2 separate regions of the Anas platyrhynchos genome follow, and region 2 is linked to region 1. A link is a contact called in public Hi-C data. All regions are on one chromosome and are shown on one strand. The core of a region is the stretch at or near the end of the contact, and the rest is flanking DNA. Distances in the headings are between cores, read along the strand shown.

Evidence for each region. Hi-C and Micro-C count contacts between places; a contact is called where the count stands out from the background.
Region 2: a contact with region 1 is called in a Hi-C map of subcutaneous adipose tissue, with 3 times the contacts expected there. The contact joins two enhancer-like sites. A contact is called at or near these places in 3 of 8 Hi-C or Micro-C datasets (liver, skeletal muscle and subcutaneous adipose tissue).

What each region holds. Positions count from the first base shown.
Region 1 is chr14:1,042,912-1,046,294 of IASCAAS_PekinDuck_T2T, reverse strand. All of the region lies in intron 2 of LOC110353236 (a long non-coding RNA gene), which reads right to left. Among named protein-coding and RNA genes, the nearest start is that of NR3C1, 69 kb to the left of the region's middle. Within about 2 kb of position 1,719, at least 4 of the 8 cell types and tissues checked have an H3K27ac peak or open chromatin away from gene starts, as enhancers often do. A contact at or near this core is called in subcutaneous adipose tissue, where this site is marked.
Region 2 is chr14:1,283,590-1,286,640 of IASCAAS_PekinDuck_T2T, reverse strand. It overlaps ARHGAP26 (Rho GTPase activating protein 26), which reads left to right. Exons shown (of 23, transcript XM_072023306.1): 10 at 1,848-1,942. Among named protein-coding and RNA genes, the nearest start is that of ARHGAP26, 24 kb to the left of the region's middle. Within about 2 kb of position 1,295, at least 4 of the 8 cell types and tissues checked have an H3K27ac peak or open chromatin away from gene starts, as enhancers often do. A contact at or near this core is called in subcutaneous adipose tissue, where this site is marked.

The DNA.
Region 1 (3,383 bases), core at 470-2,969:
TGGCTCAAAGAAAGCAGTCTGGGAAAGGAGAGCAAAGGAATTTTGAGACAGTTCTCCAACTCAGTGAGAGCAGAGTCAGCAAGGTCAGCCCCGTATCTGGAGGCAGAGGTTTTGCCCCCGAGCTCCCCCCCTTTCTCCAGAACTCCTCATGCTCTTACCCCTGCCCCTCACTGCCTCCTGGAGCCGCAGCGTCCCAAGCCACTGGGCACATTTCCCCTGCCTGGCTGAGGGCCTGTCAAATGGCTTTTGGGGGTACAATTTTAGGAATTTGCCCTTTCCATCCCTTGTGTGGGGTATAAAGCATCCAAACTGAAAAGGGAATAGTGCCTTGGGCTGGCCTACACTAACACACAGGGTCACAAGAGCAGCCGGACATTTACTGTGTGACTTCAGGACACAGAATGATGACACAGCAACCGCATCCAGTGGTGAGCGCAGGCAGCCCTCCTTGGCATTTCCACCAGCACTTTGGTGGAACCCCTCTTGCAGCTCCCCAAAACAGCCTTGCCATGGTTATTTGCCAGCCAAGAGCTCCAGTAGGGAGGAGATGCTGCCAACCACAAACCTCTCTGTGCCACAGCTAATTTTAGAGGAAGACAAGTGGATGTGCATGCCACCAAGAACGATAATAGATACAGCAGGGGTATAATGAGGATAGCCGTTGGATTAAAAATAAAATAAAATAAAATCAACCCAACAACAAAAAAACACAACTCAGAACTGAACACGGGAATCAAACGATGCTTGATATCTGATGGGGAGAACGGGCACAGCTCCAGGCTGGGGGCTGCGAGGCTGAAGTGGCACCTCCGGACCCCGCAGTCATTCCCCCAAATCTCCACCTGACTTGGCAGGGCTGCGTGGAGAGGGCTTTGCTGCTCTCATTTCTCTCTGATCTGCTCGTCTCAGTCCTAAAATGAGTCCACATTAGCCTGACAGGGTGCAAGCAAGTGCACACAGATGGTGCAGCGTGCAATAGGCTGTGCAAAGTACTGTAAAATAGAAATCAATTTCCTTACAGTTGGTGGAAGCGAGCCAGGGTATAACTACAGCAAATGAGATCAGAATTGGGACCACATTATTTATTTACTAACTACAACAATTAGGCAGTGCAGAGAGAGTTGAAGTGTTGTTTTTTTTTAATATATATATATATATATACATATATATAGTGATCTAGTCCAAATCTTCAAACAGCTGAAATAAAACAGACAAATAGTATTTAAATCAAGGATTTAAACAAATGATAAAATGTAATGATTTAAGTATTATTTAGTGCTTCTCAGACTCTCCCTATTGTTTAGTGCCTTGCAGGAGACAGTTGCTCTCACGCACTCAGACACTGAATACAATCCGCTTTGGTACTTTCAAAGCAGTCTAGGAGAAGAAAATTGCAGGAACATTTTCAGGTTAATGAGCAGAAATCACAAAATTCAAGACGAACATGACACTAATCGCTAAATCAATGCGACTGGGAGCACAATTCCACCCCGCAAGTCTCTTCCTCTCGTTGTGACAGCGCACGGCCAGCAGCGAGAGGCACGTTCGTCGCATAAATTCCATTTTCTAAAAAAGAACGCGGACTTCATCAAACCGTGCAATCATTATTGTTGCCAGTCCCAGCGACAAACACTCGGGGCAAACTGCGAGGGCCTGAGGGACAGCTGGGGGAGCATCCTGCCTCCTTGCCACCGCATGCCTCGGCGCTTTTGTTTATGGCAGACAGCTTCCCGCAGCAAGAGGCCGAAAGGATGAAGAGCACCCGTGGCAGAGGCTCCCTGCTCCCCGCTTAGCAGGGTTTCTCGGCCCTGGGGCCGTCGGTGGGGCTCGGGTCCCCCCCAGCTGCTGAGGCTCCGCTCCGCGGCCCAGGGGTGCCCCCGCCACGGCCCGGCCCGGCCCGGCCCCCCGCCAGCGGCCTCCGAGCGCTCCGCGGCGCCGCCTGCCGGGCCCGGGCCCCCCCTGCCGGGCCCAGGCCCCCCCCGCCGGCCTTCCAAAGCGGGAGCGGACATGGGGGGGTCTGAAGGCGAGGCAGAGCTCTGCCCGGTGCAGGCCGACCCCCAGGAGAGGGGGATTAAGTGCTCGTTGCCCTCAGGATGCAATAGGCTGTACTCAATAGGCTGTACTCAGCCATCTTCCATCCGGGCAGGTTTCGCTGCGATGCCCGCACAGCTCCCCTGCCTTCTGTCGAGCCCCCAAACACTGCCAAGGGCTGCCTGGCTTCTGCCCCTTCCCCAGGCAGGGGAACCAGGAGCAGCCCAGCCCTCGCCCGGCAGCACCCCCAGTGCCCACTGCTCTCCTCAGGGTGCAGGAGGTGGTGTCCCGTGGGGCTCGTGGTACACCACAGCTACACCTTCGTTTGCCCCAAAGCAGTCACAGTTCGAACAATTAAAACACTCCTACAGAGGGTTTTGCTCCCCCAGGCATGGCTTTGTGGCAGGTCCCCTAGGGGCTCCATCTGGGTGCCCTCTCCCACCCTTCAGTCCTGCAGCACTGGGCCTAAAAGCACATCCCTCTGTGCACCAGGGCTCGCGCCCGCCAGCATTCACCCAGTCAGAAACTCTCCCCCAAAGAAAGTAGGACCAAGTCTATATCTGGTGAAACAGATTTCTTCTTGAGGGAAGAGCTGAAAGCAAAAGCAAGTCCTGTCCTGTGTCATCCTCAAATGGAAGGTCAGAGCTTCCAAGTCCAGAAAAGGGAGTTACAGGCAGTCTTTGCACTGAAGGCCACTTTCTGCCACATCCAAACACAAGGCACCTGGCAAAAGCACCAAAGCTCATCTCACCATTACAGGGGTTAGAGACAAAAAGCCAAACCCAGCCAGCACGGAGTGGCCCACAGCAGCCCAGCCGTTACAGCGTTGGGTTAACTGCTCCTTAAAGCCTGAACACAGCAGTTAGAGCAAATAGGAAATTGTTCTAGGGGACGGGACCATAGCATAATATTTTCTAGCTGCTAAGCAGACAGCTGACACTTCCAAGTACTCTATATATTTTGAAAACATTACTGAATAAGAGGTATTTTCCATGAATATTTTTTGCATCCTTCCCTCTAACCAGCAAACATATTTCTCGGGTCCTTTTACTACTAGAGAGGGTCTAGTACTGGAGAAAAGTCAGTACTTGCAAATGCAAATATTAACACAAGCAGTTTGGCTTATATTTCTTCTTTTGGCAACACAACATGAGTTTTTTCACCTACAAGCATAGCTGTTACAGTCTGAACAGCAAGTATTAAATATCAGTGGAAAAATGCTCAGAATGAATCCAGTGAAATAAAAAGGGGAAAAATGAATATCCCAGTATTACAGGAGAAGGAAATTAAAGAAAATTGGTAAAATTAGAACAGCAGAGCTTGAGTTTCATAGGTTAGAGAACAGAAGACAC
Region 2 (3,051 bases), core at 46-2,545, 240 kb before region 1:
GCGGTGGTGGCAGTTCTGGGGGCGCAGCGGCCGTGCTATGCACACCCTCGTGACCGCCTGGTTCCCGGTCCCTGATTCCTGCAGGAGCAGGGCAGGCAGGCTGTCGGTTGTTTTGCTCCTTCCCCGCTGCCTGTGGCTTGGCCGATAAAGCTGCTTCCTTTTGGGCCGTTTTGGGCAGAGCTGCAGGAGAGCGTGCAGCTCCCTTCGGACCCCGTGTGCCAGTGCAGGGGGAGCGCTCCCGGGCAGCGTAAGCCCAGCTGTAGCAGGGTCTGGCTTTCCTCTCCTCTAAAGCAGGAACAATGAAGCCCCCCGGTGTGTTCCCAGCTGGGGTGGTTTGCGAGCATCGTCCCCGTCCAGGGGAGCTGCCTGTGGCAGCTCTGCAGGCTTCTGTGCGGCTCCTTGCTGGCAAAGGGAGCTGGCAAAGGGAGCAGGGCAAGTTTTAAAATGAATTTCCTCTTGCCTCGGAGCATCTTCATTATAACTTAGCCTTCAAGTATGCCAGCCTTGTAATTGTCAGCTGCTGTGTGTTATTTCATGTGGTCCCTGCCCACTTCACGGCTTCCCCGGTGCCCGGGGTGTGGGCGCTGCCGCACACCGCAGTGCCCTCCTCGTGCAGGGCGGGCGCCCGCTCCGGCGCTGCTCTCCTGAGGTCTGGAGGCTTGTAGCATCCTGGCAGAAAGCACTGCCTGTGCTGGGTCTCGTGCCCTGTGCTCCCCCTGAAGCACAGCCCCGTGCAGGCTGTGCACAGCTCACCAGCGAGCGCCGTGGCCGGGTGTCCTGGGGTCTGTGCGCTGCGGGCACGGGGTGGTGCTGCAGGAGGGGACAGCCACACGTGGGCCACCACAGGCTCTGCTGCTGCCAGCCTCTCACGAGCGTGCCTGGGGCTGCGGCTGGCGTTGGATATCGTTTGATATCGGCGGCTCTGAAGTGGGGCATTCCCCGAATACCAGGGGGAGCAGGGCAGCTCGGGAGCAGCCTCGTGCCCGCGGTGAGCGGCAGGGCGCAGGCAGCGTGCCAGACCCTGGGGAGCAGCCCTGCAGAGACCCCTCCGAGCTGTCCTTCCGAGTTCCTGCTGGGGCCCTAAATAGGTTTCCTGGAAAACGGCGATGTCAGGGAACAGGGTGGTCAGCCAAGGTGTCGTCTAGAACAGCACGGAGAGCACAGAGAAGCGGCCGTCTCCAGGAACACGCGCAGGATTTATCTTCTATTGAGTCATCGGTGGATTTTAAAAATCGCAAAGGGAGAATTTTCTGTGCTGGCAGGGCCTGAGGAGGGCCTTCCTCCAGCAGAGGACAGCAGTGCACGCAGATCCTGTCCGACTGCTGCTCGGCGTGGGGAAATCCAGCACGGCTTGGATGCGGATGCCTGGATGGGAGGACGGTTTTGTCATTGCTTTGTTAAATAATAAACATTTGAAGACATGTTTGCTCCCGTTAGGGGTTTGTGTGTGCAGAACGCTGCCAAAAATGCAGCCAGCGCTGGAGTGAGAATTGACAGCCAGGTCTGTGAGGCATTGTTCAGCAATGGAAAATAAAGCTTTGCCCAAAAGTTGCGGTCCAACGCTCCCTGCCTGCCTGAAACGTGGGCTGCGCGATACGCGGTGCATGAAGCTCACCGCGTGCCCTCAGAAGGGACACTTCCTTGTTTTGGAATAACCACGTCTGCCAAGGTGGAAAGACAAGCCCTCATTTGGGATGTGTAATTACGCATTTCTAGCAGGCGATGCGTTGCTGGTGTTACCAAAGCTCCCTCTGGTTTGAACGCGGTAATGGGGAGCGCGATGGGCGCTGGGGGCAGGCGCACGGTTGGCTGTTCTCCGCCTTACCTGTGATTCTGTCTCTTCTCAGGGAGAAGACGAAGCTGTTATCCTCAAATCTTGCACACGGCGGAAAACCGACTCGATCGAGAAGAGATTTTGCTTTGATGTGGAAGCCGTCGACCGGTGAGTGCCGAGGGGCGTCGCAGCCTGGGGTGCACCTCGGGCCCGCGGTGCCTGCCCCCGGCTTTCCAGGAGGCTTTCCTGGATGCTTCCCGCGCAGCTTGGGTGTCTGCCTGCTGCTGTGGTCGTACCCTCCGCGAGTGGAAAGCTTTAGGCTGTGGAAACGCATCTCCCCGGTGCTCGCAGCCAGGTGCTCGCGGGGTGTTGGGTTAGCGCTTCGTTTTACAAGGTGCCGAGTTTACTCTGCTCGTTCTGAACTGAACGGTGTTTTAGCACTTCTGCAGGCTCTGGCCGTGCAGGGTAAATGGTCACAAGGACGGAAAAGACACGCTGCATGTGTCTTGGCAGGGCTGGGGTGCCTCTTTCCAGCGCTGGGTATGTGCTGAAATAACTTTGGCTTTTGTGCCGGGGCCGGGCTGCAGCCGCCGTGCTGTGGCTGGTCAGCGCTGGAAGCCCAGCTCACAGCTCTGGGCACTTCCAGTTTGTTTCTTTTTCCCCAAACGAGTAAAATGCGCCCAGGAATGGGAGCCTGTTTGTGTCCAGCTAGCATCACGCATGGCTTCCCTACATAAACAGCAAAACCGAGCTGGTGCTGCTGCTCCACGCGGTGTTACTGCCTCGTCCCTTCCTCTCTGCAGGACGCTGACCTGCTTTCCCAAAGCATGCTCCAAAGTCACGGAGTATCTGTGCCCTCCCAGGTTTGTGCCTGCTCCCGTTCCAGCTGTCCTCTCCCCTTCGCTGGCCGTGCTGCCCACTCCCTGGAGCTCCGTTTTCCTCCAGGAAGCTGCAGGATTTCTGCTGACGCTGGGATTTTTTTCCTATGCCCTGAGGAGTGTTTTTTTTTTTTTTTTTAAACGTGAAAATCAAAATAAAACTGGGAGGAGGAGAAGCCAGCCACCACAATAGTTTTCTTCTGTAGTGCTTTCAGAGACGGCTGAACCTTCCCTTGATGTCTGGAGCCTGCTAGGCATGGGATCAAGAGCTGCTCCAGAAATGCGCCAGCTAAATGTAAATAATGGCAGGGGAGCGGCGAAGGCGGGGAAACCTGAGAAATTGCTCATTTCACATACGTGTTCCCGGCTCCCCTGCCTGAGAGCCACGAGAGCAGAAAA